4 separate regions of the Mus musculus genome follow, and regions 1, 2 and 3 are each linked to region 4. The links are chromatin contacts, called in public ChIA-PET, Hi-C and HiChIP or PLAC-seq maps. All regions are on one chromosome and are shown on one strand. The core of a region is the stretch at or near the end of the contact, and the rest is flanking DNA. Distances in the headings are between cores, read along the strand shown. Region 1 holds the start of Map4k3 (mitogen-activated protein kinase kinase kinase kinase 3). Region 2 has its middle 13 kb from the start of Gm33538. Region 3 overlaps Map4k3 (mitogen-activated protein kinase kinase kinase kinase 3). Region 4 holds the start of Thumpd2 (THUMP domain containing 2).

Region 1 (2,925 bases), core at 227-2,726, 340 kb after region 4:
ACTTGGCTTTTTTTTTTTTTTTTTTTTTTTAAAGCACAAAAGGGCAGAGAAAGCAAGCAGAGCAGGTCCTGCTTTGAGAGACTTCCATTTCCTTATCTGAATCCAGAATTATCTGCCTGTTTAGCCTAAAGAAGACAAACAGTTCTCCGCCCACAGCACAGGCAGAAGGCAGGCCTGCTCCTCAGCCCCTGCAAGTGCCTTCCACCGGGAGGAAGCGGGGAAAACCATGCCTCGTCCCGAGGAGCTCAGGATAGCACAGCCTTAAGGTTTATCCTCAATTAATCCTGTGACGTGCACTCCTGGGGCAGAATTGCAACCCTGTCACAATCTGATGCTTTGGGATAACTAAAGTGCTTGGATGACTCCACGTATGGTTTGGAGCACACAATTTGGGAATTTAGTCAATAGGTAAGTTTACTGTAAGTAACATGATAGAAAGGTTTTAAGGTTTGATGAGACCAAGTTTCTGAGAAGGAATTGGACATTAAGGCACATTAGTCTTTAGGTCCCTAAAGAGATTAGAAAAGCATTTTTAAAGCAAAATATCCAACAGAGCGCCAGAGTGGACCTCGCTACAGCTTTTGGAAATGGGTAGTAGTTAAGTTTACTAAGAACTCAACATTGACCCTTCCACTGCCTAAGTCCTTTCTTAGCTAACTTTTAGCAGTCTGGACGTAATGCTGGTTATCTGGATCTTATGCTGGGTGGAGCTCTGGGCAGGTAATGTCGCGGCTACGTAGCTTCCGGATGGTCACGTGTTTACATTTCAGGTGTGGGAATAGATCCCTGTCCAGGCCACACCCTCTGCAACCACCCTCGTCTCAGGGTTGTCAGACAGCTTGCGTAGTCCCCGCCCCGGGCTTTGAAAAATCCAGCCTTCTCCCTGGACAGAGGTCAATCACGGCTTTGGTTCTGCACTGCTTCCCGCCCACTCCCTCCACGGATTTCTCCCCGCCCCTTGTTCTCTCTGCACCCCTGTCAAGCCAACCCCAAGAGCCCAAGTGTCACTGTCCCCCGAGGGTCTTTCTCACCTTTCTGATGGGGACCTCCTCCCCTAAACCTAGAAGAAAGGGTCGGGGCTCTCGGATGTACTTGCTCTTAGAAAGTTGGGGAATACCGTCTTGTGCGTGGCAACTACTACCTGCTGGGGCTGGGGCTGGGACCACAAGCAGCGAGTCCAACTTTGTTACCCGGAGTCTGGCGCGTCCGGCGTGTCCCGACCGGGCGCGCGAGCCGGGGGCGCGCAGGGCCCGCCGGGAGCGCGCGGCCTCCGGGATGGCGGCTGCGCAGTGGCGAGCGGGGCCGGGAACCGGAGGGAGGGCGTGCGGGCGGGCGGAGCGGAGCGGCGGGCGGAAGCCATGTTGGAACTGCACCCCGAGCGAGGGGCTGCGGGCGCGCTCCTCTCCTGGTGGGTGTGACCCGGCTCGGCGCGGCGGCGGGGGGCGGGGACGCCGGGCGGCTCGTCGTGGTCGGCGGCGGCCGCGGCGTGCAGCCGGGCGATTGTGACCGGCGGCGGAGCCGGGCCGGCCGCGGGCGCTCCCTCCGTGCGGCCCCCGTGAGCGCCCCCCCTCCCCGGGCCGGGAGGGAGGTGGGGGGCACCCGGGGCCCGCCATGAACCCGGGCTTCGATCTGTCCCGCCGGAACCCGCAGGAGGACTTCGAGCTGATCCAGCGCATCGGCAGCGGCACCTACGGCGACGTCTACAAGGTGAGGGCAGGGGCGGCCGAGCCGGGGCCTGCGCCGCGGGGGACGGAACAAAGAGGCAGGCGTGGGGACCTCAGCCCTCGGCGTCCTCGCCGGAGCTGTGCCCGGGACGCGCGGGTCTCTGACCCTCCCAGGCTCTCCTGCGTGCAGTCCCGGGAAGGGCTGCGGCCGGAGCCGCTGCGTTCCTGGGAGGGCGGAGCGGGGCTGGGCGCTTGTTGCCTGGGCAGGGTCTGTGTGACGAACCCCGGTGCTGGGGCTTGGCGCTTGACAAACCTACGTGCCTCTCCGGGACCTGGGATCATAGGCCCCGGTGGCTGGGAGCTACTGTCCGCCCGGGCCTGCTGGATCTGTCCTAACGCTGGGCAGCCTCCATCGACAGCTTAGCCTTTAGCCTCTTAACATCTGCCCGTGCTTTAGCCTTTAGCCTCTTAACATCTGCTTGTCAGTTCCTTGTAATTTTCCAAGTAGTCATGTTTTGTAAAAAGAGATGGGTTTTTGGAGGCAAGACAGCAACTTCGAGGTTTTTTTTTTTTCCTCCAAAAAGAATTGGATAATGGGGTTTGTTTTTGTCAGTGACACATAGGAATCAGATATTTTTCCTTTTCTTTTTCTTTCTTGTGTGTGTGTGAGAGTCGAGTATCTAGGAAGAGTATTGGTTTGACAAGGTTAGAATTCAGAGCTCCTTAGCAGGACAGCGTTTCTGTTGCAGAGGGATCGCTTCTAAATGTGGGAGGATAAATCGTTCTTCCCTGGCCAGTAAAACTCTTGGCCTCGCGGAGTCTGCCAAGAAGGGAGGCGGATAGTGCCAAAGGTGGCAGCAGTCTTGATTTAGTTGCCTATCTACTTACATGGTAACTGAAGTTGGGCTCCTGTTTTCCAGAACACCTGAGGATGCCCAGAGTATGACTTGGAAAGTTTAGTTTTCACTTTATTTTTGCCCACGCTAAAGCAATGGGCTTTTTATTCTTGCCTCAATGGAACGCATAAGGTAAGTTAGCCAATACCTCAGGTCTTTTGTGAGTGATCTGCTTGGCTTTTGTGAATGATCACATAGCACCACACTTTCCTCTGTTGACAAAGGTGTGTGGAGCATAACTCCAGTGTATAACTTAGCAGCCACGTGTTGATGAACTAAAGACAGGAATGGACCCAGATTTATTTGAAGTCTTTTTTTTTTTTTTTCCTGGACAAGAACAGCATTAAACAGCAGAGTTTCACTTC
Region 2 (3,069 bases), core at 446-2,945, 290 kb after region 4:
CACACATCCAATTCCTAGTGGTTGCCAATTACATCTCAATGGAGTAAAGCATTTTCCACAAAGAGGTTTCTCAGTAAACAGTGATGTTTCTTCAATAAATTTCTGTAATCTAAATGAAGAAACACGAGGCAAATATCCAGGTATTTCTTAAAACAATAGTTTTAATACAGAAGATAGACAGATAGATAGGTAGATAGATGGATGGATGGGTGGGTGAGTGGGTGGGTGGGGGGATGGATGGATGGATAGATGGAAGGGTGGGTGGATGGATAGATAGATAGATAGATAGATAGATAGATAGATAGATAGATAGATATCTCAGTATTGTTCACTTGAGGAGAAGAAGTCATAATCATTAAGTAATTTCCTAATGGCTCTTAGTCCATTTTCTGCTGGTATGAGAAGAAGAAAACCAACAACCTAGGTAATTTATAAAAATAGTAATTTATCTGGATCATAATTCTGAAAGCTATGATGTTCTTGAACATGATACTAGCATCCAGCAAAGGCCTTCCCACTATGTCCTTCCATGGTGGAAGGTGTTGGCTCCTCCCTTTTATAAGGGATTTTCTGCCTTCATCAAGGCCTTGATAGGACAGGGATGCTGTGATCTAGTCACCCTGAGGTCCCACCTCATTATACCATCATAATGGCAATTACATTTCAACCTATTTTGGAGGAAGGAACATTTAAATGGCAGCACAGTGACTAGAAGAAAAAAAACTAGTTGAGTCAATTACCCAATCATTCTGGTGGGAAAAGAAAGCTGCTCATGGCTGAAAGGTTTTTCATTCCTCTGTGAGTGCTGCTTAGTGCTTCAAGCTTTAATTTGTTCTAGTAACAGAGACGTGACCATTCCATTCCGCTTTGCCCAGGAACAACACGATTACCAGAGCACTTTTGTACAAACAGAACTCACTTGCAGCTAGTTATTCAAATATCCAGTGACAGCGTAATAAAAACCTAGTGCCTTCATTTAATTAAACACTCCAGTTGACTCTTCCCTGGAAGTGGTTGCCCATATTTGGAAACTGCTCTTTCACGATTTTTAAAATAGCACGTAACACCACGACAGTCACATATTAGAAGGAGCTCTCTGATCTGAAGGTGCCAGCGCAAGTGTGAAATGCATTCAGGGTGAATCCCTTTCCAGGAGGCGTCTATGTGCAGAGCTTTTTTTTTCAAGGGGTTTTCAAAACCACCACAAAGTGGCAAGTGAGGAGAAATTGCAGCAATGCAGATGGCAAACTTCAACCAACAGTGCGCCTTCCCACGGGCTGCAGCAAACTTACAAAGCAGTGAATTGAAGATTAAATCGTGAACCCTGAGCAGTATTACTTGTCCCCCCTATGATTAATGCCTGGCAGACACTGTGAGTCAGAATGTAAATACACACTAGTTTTGGTAGACCTCACAGGGTTTATACTTTGGTTAACCACAGCTGCCTCAGATCTACTACCGGAAAGATGTTTTGGAGAAATGAAACCAGACACCCGTCATGCATGTGACATTTTATTCATAATAAACAGAGCCCTCAGTGGGAAAAGACATTCTTACAATGGTCTTTGCACACTCGTTAAAAGTATACCTATAATATCTCACGCCTTCATAAGTAGAGGCCACGCAAGGATTTTCCTTTATGTGATTAACTTTAATGTATACGTTTTGGGGTGCCTTTTTTGAACTGGGTTGCCGATGTGCTATCTAGTAAAAGGGATCTCTCACATACATACCAAAGCATGTGCTATAAATGAGAGGGGCCACAGTTAGAATTAATTAACAATAGTGAAGCTCTTGCTTGTACATTTTGCCAAACATTAGCCCAAGTGATTTACTGGAATTGTTTAATTTTATTGGCAATTTCAACAGAACAGAATTCCACTGTCCCAGATTAAAAGAATTGACAGACTTGGCCAATCTAATGGTTGATAAAGAATTCAATACCCAAATGGGAAAACAATGTTTTCATAGATGTTTTTCTGGAAATTTACAAAATCGAGATTCCCCCCACCCCCCGCCCCCAAACTACCTACACACAGGAACACACAAAACACACATCGCAAGCATCGACACCCTGTAAGCAACTTAACTGTTTCATTGTCCATTTGTGCACTCTGTTTCTGACATTCCCTTTATTCCAGAAATTATTCAGCCTACCCACTCTTTTAATTAATTTTTATGTGTATGGGTATTTTGCTTTCATGTGTGTTCAGTGCCCAAGAAATCCTGGAGAGGACATCAGATCCCCCGGGCACTGGTGTTAATAAAACAGCTGTGAACTACCATGTGAGTGCTGAGAATTGAACCCAGGTCCCCTAGAAGAGCAGCCAGTGCTCTAACCACTGTGCCATGTCTCCAGCCCCCTATTTATCTCTCTTAAATGACTAGTCAGGTTGGTTTACTATCAAAGTAAGAAGTCTTTTCTGGAGCTTGGAGATAAAACCTGATGATGCCATACCCAGGAGAAGATACAGAAAAGATCCTTCTGCACTGTTTGTAAGATAGAAAATGGCCAAGTGTGGTAAAGCCAGCTTGCAACTCCAAAATTCAAAAGGCTGAGACAGGAGGATCACTTCTAGTTCACAGCCACATTGTGAGTTCAAGACCAGCCTGACCTACATGGTGAGACTCTGTCTCAAAGCACATAACAACAACAAAAAGATTGTTTAATGACAGTTTTAAAAATTCATTGACAAGCGGGTAAAGAAATTGTGGCAATTTTTAAATGTTATTAATTTAGTTGAGTTGACGCTAGTGCTCGGGAGGCAGAGACAGTGGGATTTCTGTGAGTTAGAGGCCAGTCTGGTCTACAGCCACGGCTATATAAAGAATCCCTGTCTCAAAAAACAAAATGAACAAACAGAAAAGATTTAGAGTCTCAAACAATGAAATGAAGAATGCGCTCATCTTTGTAATACTTGTCCACGGTGTTAATAACTAAGTCTAACAGCCAAAAGGTTTGAGGCAAGCAGCATGTATCTTTTCTCATTCTGCTAGCAAACTTCTCACATCTGAGGAAAACAAAGCTTACAGAAGCAACTTTCCCCCTCGCCTTCAGTTCATCCTTCA
Region 3 (2,911 bases), core at 259-2,758, 360 kb after region 4:
CCTGCAGCAGCCGTGTGTGTCTCTGCCTGAATTGCTCAGAGCATAGAGTCAGACAGAGCCAGAGTCCGTAGAGGGGAGCTGAGGAGGAGGCTCCATCTGCTCGGCTCCTGCAGTCCATGCTGCGCTGAGGCTTTGCTGACCACCCACACTGCTGTAAATGAGTTAGCCCAGGAAACTCGCTGGCTTGCAGAGCTGGGCTGGGCTTGGTGCTCCTTTAGGTCTCCTGTCTGTCTCCTCTCTCCCTTACTCCTGAGAGGCAGTTAAAGTGTGGGCAGCGCAGACCCCAGTATTACGATGCTCTCTCCCCTCTCTGCTCCTTGGGGTGTTGGTTTGTTTGCTCGTTTTTTGTCCCTCACCCCCATCCCAGTCCTCTGGTCCTCCCACTGCTGAGAACCGAGCAAGAGCGGAAGGCCTGCGGCAGAGCTGTGCTGGCTTTCCAGGCTGGCAGCGCTGTCATTTCTCTTCCCCAGCGCTCTGCCGATTCTGAGGACTGCGGCTCTGGTTAGTGCTGGCACGGAGCCCGCATGCCAGGAATCCGGGAATCATGGAACATGCTTTGATTTTGGATGCAAAGATTTTTTTTTCTTCTTCTTCCAGTAAAACTGTGGCTACAGGAGGTTTGACAATCTCTTTTCTTCTCCCAAAACCCAAAATTGGATGTTTCTGTAAATTGCTGGGCAGGGCTGCTATTTTTGCTTTTTGTTTTATTGTTTGTGTTGAGTTTCTTAAACACTTTCTGTCATATTATGAGGCAATACTTGAATCAAACTTAGGAAATATTTCCATAACAATTTACATTGTTTTTATGAAAAGTGATATAAAAGACCCTTTAGGCAATGTTTTTTTATGAATAAAGTTTTGCCACTTTTGGCAGGCTTTGGGGCAGTATCAGGGAAGTAACGTTTCACTTCCTGGAGTAAAGATGTATAATTTTTGCAACATTCTCTGCAAAAACTATGCATTTCAGGCACTGTACTTGACCCCAAGGTCTAGCTAGGCCCCTGGTCTACTGTACCCTGAGCCTCAGAACTCAGGGAAGACTTCGGTGTTTATCTGGCTAAGATTTAAAACATTAAAATTTTAAATAGTTTAATTAGGATTAAGACAAGAGATTTTTTTTAAAATCTCTTTTGAATTGTACAGATTGAGTCGCACATAAGAGATGCTCACTTTATCCCGTGCTCCCTCTCCGGATTCTTCTTTTGTCAAGTTCCCATAATACATTCCTTACAACCAAGTCCTCACGCTGCTCCACTGCTCCTCACTGTTGCCCTGCCCGTGCCTCTCTGCCGTGCTAGGGTCCCATCTCCGGTACCGATACAGTTCACTAGCAGGTTTGGTTACATGGACTGCTCTGGCCTGTAACAGTTTTGCAGACTTTTTCTTTGTGTTTTAATGACCTTGAAGGTGGCAGGTTAGATGGAAGTCATGGAGCTAGGGTGCCCGCCCGCCTGCGTGGTCAGCAGGGGCTTGTCACTCACAGTGTTTACATTTGTCACCTGGCACCCAGTGTTTGCCCAGCCTGTGCATAGCTCTTCATAGCTGTGATTCCAAGGGCGTGCCTTTCACACCCCTTGGAAGAAAGTCTCATACTGGGGATGGGCAGTTAGGCTTCAGCCACCACTTTTAAGCCAGGTGTAACTATGTATAGCTGTGCCTTTGCCCTGTTAACTGTATTTGTTGTTGATGCTGGGGCTGTGCCTCAGATGTCACCTATGCTAAATACATATTCTTGCTGTGCTATTTAGTCCCCAGTTTGCTTATTCAATTTCTTTATGAGTGTGGATTGATGGCTACAGTGCACAGCTACATACTTCATTGGAATTTAACTGCATCTGTTTGTTCTGTGTCTTTTTATACATCCACACCATATTGTTTTTAACACATTCTGGCATTTTATTTTTTAATATTTTTGGGCATGACAACATACTTAGGCTCATCTGTAAATGCTTTGCTGTGGCCTAGAATCAGGCGTTTCTCAATAAGCCATGGTTCTTCTTACTGGTATCAGACAACCAAGGTATAGAGTGCTTGCCTTCCTTTCATGACGCCCAGGTCTCACTCTCCTGCGTTACCCCTCCACAAAACAAGCAAAACAAAAAACCTTGAAAATTGTGCTCTGGGTCTGTTCCTTGCTGTTGGACTGCCTTGCTTCTAGGTGCTCTCTCTCAGCTGGTGTGTGTGTGTGTGTGTGTGTGTGTGTGTGTGTGTGAAGTGTCTGAGCCATGTAAATACAGGTACCTGTAAACTTTTTGGTTTTTTGAGACAAGGTCTTGCTATGTACACAAGACTGGCTTTGAAATTACAGAGCTCTGCCTGCCTCTGCCTCCTGAGTGCTGGATTCAAAGGTGTGCTCTACCATGTCCAGCTATATAAATAGTTCTGTATCCATCTCTGTGCATTTTAGCCTAACTGAATTCATAATAGTCTCTTTATTCTAGTACGTGATGGTTCCTGCCAGCCTTCCCTTTGCTATCTGTCACCCCCATCTTCAGTAGGGAGAAACCTGGCTCCCATATTTGTTCAGTTCCAGTATACATATTCTATATATAATATACAGTTTCCATATAGTAACCAATTTTAGTGTTAATGCATTGCTGTGAAGTGAGTACTTCATTCTAACTTACAGATAGAGGGATTTGTGGGGAATGTAAGTGACTTCCCAAGGCCCCACAGTCAGTAAGGAAGTACACTAGAGTTGAGCCCAGACAGACAGCCAGACTGACAGGAGCGGGTGTGTAGACCGTGGACCTCCGCAACCTGCACTGTTGCTTCTTGTATATATTTTTTAAAAGGTTTTTGTTTTTCTAAGGAATTGGGGGTTTGGAAACAATCTAGACAATTTAAGATCCCCCCAGGAAGTGAGGCGGAATGGCAGTTAGGAAAGGTAGGCAGACAGAAGAAAACTTTT
Region 4 (3,108 bases), core at 267-2,766:
GGCTTAGGGAATGGTGCCACCCACAGTGGGCTGTGTCAGTTAGCAAGACAAACCTCCAGAGACGTCAGCACAAGCCAACCTGATCCAGTTGATTCCTCGGTTGAGGACTATAAGTGATTTTAAGTTGAAGCAAGTCGAAAAAAAAACCTAACCACCCTAGGCAATTATAGCAATCTTCCTAGCTGAGAGAGACTTCCTGTGTTGGTCTTTCTTTTAGTCTTATGCCAATGAATTGCATCCAATTCAGCACCAAACTAACTTATTACCTACCGAGAGTAAGCCTGTGTATGACTATGGTATCCGGATGAATGAAACTATCATCTCCCCAGGAATTTCGCAGCCTAAAACATCTGCATTCTGATAGTCAATTGCATGCATTAAACACCTTTGAAATTAAGGGAATCGACAATCACATCAAAACAGGGAGAAACTGTGAAGCAAATGTCTCACAGCTACTCCAGTTTAAATGTGCATCTTGAGGTGAGATAAAAATGACTAAAATTTATTATAGAAATATACAGAACTGACAAACATGAAAGAGAATTAAAGTCTGTCCGTTCTAAAATTGTTTCTGTTGACTTCCAACTTCCTCGATGTTGAATAAGTAATATTCAAATGGCAGATTGCAGCTGGGTAAGTTAAATTCATCTGAAGGCATCTGAGACTATTTTTTTAGTACAGACTATGTATGTATGTGTGTATGCACGCACATGTATGTATATGCAGGAAAATATGTGTGCGGCGTACATGTGCATGTGTACACATAGAGGCCAGAAGACAACCTCAGGTATCCTTCCTCAGGTGTTGTCCCTCTTTTATTTTTAATTTTTGGGGACAGGTCTAGGGTGAGCCACCAAATGAAACAACTTAGAGCTGACCTTTGGAAACGCTCAGGTGACGGGACTCCATAAGGAACTTGGCTCTACTGCCCCAACCCTTCAGGAGCTGACCACTGGTTAAGGGGCAAGAGAATGTCAGTTACCCACTGGCATTCATTTCTGGACCTGGAGAAATATTCCTCTAACAGTTTCTAATATCTGATTCAATATAGAACTACATAGCTAATTTAATGTTGTTGAATTAGAGATAGATTTTTATTCTATCTATATCAAATTTTGTCATTTTAAAACTCAAGAGGTTTTTCTTTAAAAAAAAAAAAAACCATTCAAATACCGTCACTAGCTCAAATCGATTAGACTAAACTGGATGGCACATTCATTATTTACCTATGTGATTGGCCAGATTCAAGAAATGTAACAAGTGTCGGGAACACAAAGACATTTTGCTGGAGAACAAGAATTTCTTCTCTTGATCCTGAGTTCACCGGTTCGGCCCAGTCTTAGATGAAGACAGTAAGGACAGCATCCCCAGGACCCTTGACAATCAGAGATGCCTGGCTGCAGGAGGCTCGCTGTAGTTTCCGGGACGCCCCATAGAGGGCGGGCCTGCAAAGGCGACGCTCCGGTGCGCGTTCCACTGAAGGCTCCCAGGCGCGCTCCCGAGCTCACGTGACCGGGTCTCGGGGTCGCGCCTGAGCGCCATGGCTGTAGCCCAGGCAGACCCGGGTTCTGACCCCGCTGGCGGCGCCCGGTTCTTCTGCACCGCGGGCCGCGGCCTGGAGCCGTTCTTGATGCGGGAGGTGCGCGCGCGGCTGGAAGCCACGCAGGTGAGTCGGGCTCACCGTGCTCGGGGGGAGCCACGCTCGCCCCGGGTCCCCTCTTGGCACCAGCGTGGGGCTCAGGCCCGGGAAGGACTTGTGAGCACCCCATCCTTGGCGTGCAGTGGGCCCCATCCGGGACCTTTGATGACTGCTGAGAGCAACCGGCTGCTCTGGTGGTTTCGTTCTTTATCCAGTATGGTCACTGTATATCTGTCACAGCCAAAGTTTTAAACAGAGGGGTGCGGAAGCCACTTTTGTCTGGGATTCCTTAAAAAGAAACTATGACATGGCAATAGCTAGAGTTAGAATCCTTCCTTTATACCTTAAATGCAGATATACTTCCCGGGCTTACTTGTTTGAGTCTTGTTACTTGACAAGCTTGGGTTTTACATTGTAGGAGGACTGTGAGACATGCCCAGTACACCCACAACACACGTGGTAAACAGAAGCTAGAACAAGAACTCTCCCCTGCTACCCGTGCGTTTCAATGAGTGACTAGTGAACAAATTCCAAACGTACCAGGATGTGCAAACTGAGTTCTTGAAAACACAGGGAAAGGATGTAATAGGATAGGTCGGGACTTTTGTGTGTGACATGTTCTTGGAAAGGGGAAGCTTGCTAAAACCAAACTAGCTGTTCGCCTCTGGGGAGCAGTGTTCGAAGCCCACAAAAGGAGTCTCTGCCACGGTGAGGATCCAGATGGAGATGGTGGAGATGCAGATGGAGATGATAGAGGTGCAGGTGCAGTGGGGAGAGTTGCCAAGACTAGCATTTAATCTAAATAAATTTAATCTAAATTAAATATCTAAATAATAACCTCCGCATTCATCAAGGATTTAAAGTTTGTTGGGTTTTTTTGTTTGTTTGTTTTGGTTTTAATTGTGTGTGTTCTCATACTAGTGAAAGCGTGAACCATCAGCTCATCTCCCTGGAGCTGGAGTAACTGGTGATTGTGGGCTGCCCTGCGTGGGTGCTAGGATGCAAACATGGTTCCTCTACAAGACTAATACCCAGTCTTAACCAGGTGAATCCAGTGATGTATTCAAGTTACACAATTACAAAATGATGTTGGTGATATTCAGATTCTGAAATCAAGCATAACTATATAATGTCCAACCCAGCCACATGTGGGCATATACATGTTGCAGGGCACTTGATCACACTGTGAACCCCAAGATTGTGCTATTTACTGAAAAAACAAAAACAAACAAACATGTTTCTATTTGTGGTCTGGCTCAGCCCTTAGCACATACCTTTAATCCATCTGGCTGGAATACAGGCATGCCCTTAGCACACATCTTTAAGCCCAAACAATGAAAGTCAAGTTAGTTTGTAGAAGGAGGCAGCCATGTTTGAAAGTGATGTCTAATTGAATGGCAGACAAGGTGACGAATCAGAGAAAGATTTCACAGAACAAGGACATGCCCAACTCACAAGAGAAGAGAGAG

Evidence for each region. Hi-C and Micro-C count contacts between places; a contact is called where the count stands out from the background. ChIA-PET counts read pairs in DNA pulled down with a chosen protein or histone mark. HiChIP or PLAC-seq counts read pairs in DNA pulled down with a chosen protein or histone mark.
Region 1: a contact with region 4 is called in a Hi-C map of pre-B cells, with 2.2 times the contacts expected there. The contact joins the promoter of Map4k3 here to the promoter of Thumpd2 in region 4. A contact is called at or near these places in 15 of 39 promoter capture datasets (the 3T3-L1 cell line, 3T3-L1-derived adipocytes, the HPC-7 cell line and 11 more), 18 of 484 Hi-C or Micro-C datasets (CD4 T cells, LSK cells, Sertoli cells and 12 more), 19 of 115 datasets of contacts at active chromatin or transcription factors (the NIH/3T3 cell line, astrocytes, bone marrow-derived macrophages and 12 more) and 3 of 9 other capture datasets (adipose tissue, liver and macrophages).
Region 2: a contact with region 4 is called in an RNA polymerase II ChIA-PET map of memory CD8 T cells, with 8 read pairs. The contact joins the enhancer-like site here to the promoter of Thumpd2 in region 4. A contact is called at or near these places in 1 of 39 promoter capture datasets (the C10 cell line), 1 of 484 Hi-C or Micro-C datasets (CD4 T cells), 4 of 115 datasets of contacts at active chromatin or transcription factors (bone marrow-derived macrophages, embryonic stem cells, memory CD8 T cells and 1 more) and 2 of 9 other capture datasets (liver and pancreatic islet).
Region 3: a FOXA1 HiChIP or PLAC-seq map of pancreatic cancer cells shows a contact between it and region 4. The contact joins the enhancer-like site here to the promoter of Thumpd2 in region 4. A contact is called at or near these places in 2 of 39 promoter capture datasets (cranial neural crest and hippocampal neurons), 1 of 484 Hi-C or Micro-C datasets (nephron progenitors), 6 of 115 datasets of contacts at active chromatin or transcription factors (bone marrow-derived macrophages, cardiomyocytes, embryonic basal ganglia and 3 more) and 1 of 9 other capture datasets (pancreatic islet).

The regions. Positions count from the first base shown.
Region 1 is chr17:80,726,576-80,729,500 of GRCm38.p6, reverse strand. It overlaps Map4k3 (mitogen-activated protein kinase kinase kinase kinase 3), which reads left to right and starts at 1,476. Exons shown (of 34, transcript NM_001290345.1): 1 at 1,476-1,707. The coding sequence starts at 1,612. It also overlaps the pseudogene Gm9959.
Region 2 is chr17:80,771,042-80,774,110 of GRCm38.p6, reverse strand. No RefSeq gene overlaps it. Among named protein-coding and RNA genes, the nearest start is that of Gm33538, 13 kb to the left of the region's middle. Within about 2 kb of position 1,695, at least 107 of the 459 cell types and tissues checked have an H3K27ac peak or open chromatin away from gene starts, as enhancers often do. A contact at or near this core is called in bone marrow-derived macrophages and memory CD8 T cells, where this site is marked.
Region 3 is chr17:80,707,593-80,710,503 of GRCm38.p6, reverse strand. All of the region lies in intron 1 of Map4k3 (mitogen-activated protein kinase kinase kinase kinase 3), which reads left to right. Among named protein-coding and RNA genes, the nearest start is that of Map4k3, 19 kb to the left of the region's middle. Within about 2 kb of position 1,508, at least 34 of the 459 cell types and tissues checked have an H3K27ac peak or open chromatin away from gene starts, as enhancers often do. A contact at or near this core is called in hippocampal neurons, pancreatic cancer cells and pancreatic islet, where this site is marked.
Region 4 is chr17:81,063,493-81,066,600 of GRCm38.p6, reverse strand. It overlaps Thumpd2 (THUMP domain containing 2), which reads left to right and starts at 1,516. Exons shown (of 10, transcript NM_028138.1): 1 at 1,516-1,666. The coding sequence starts at 1,541.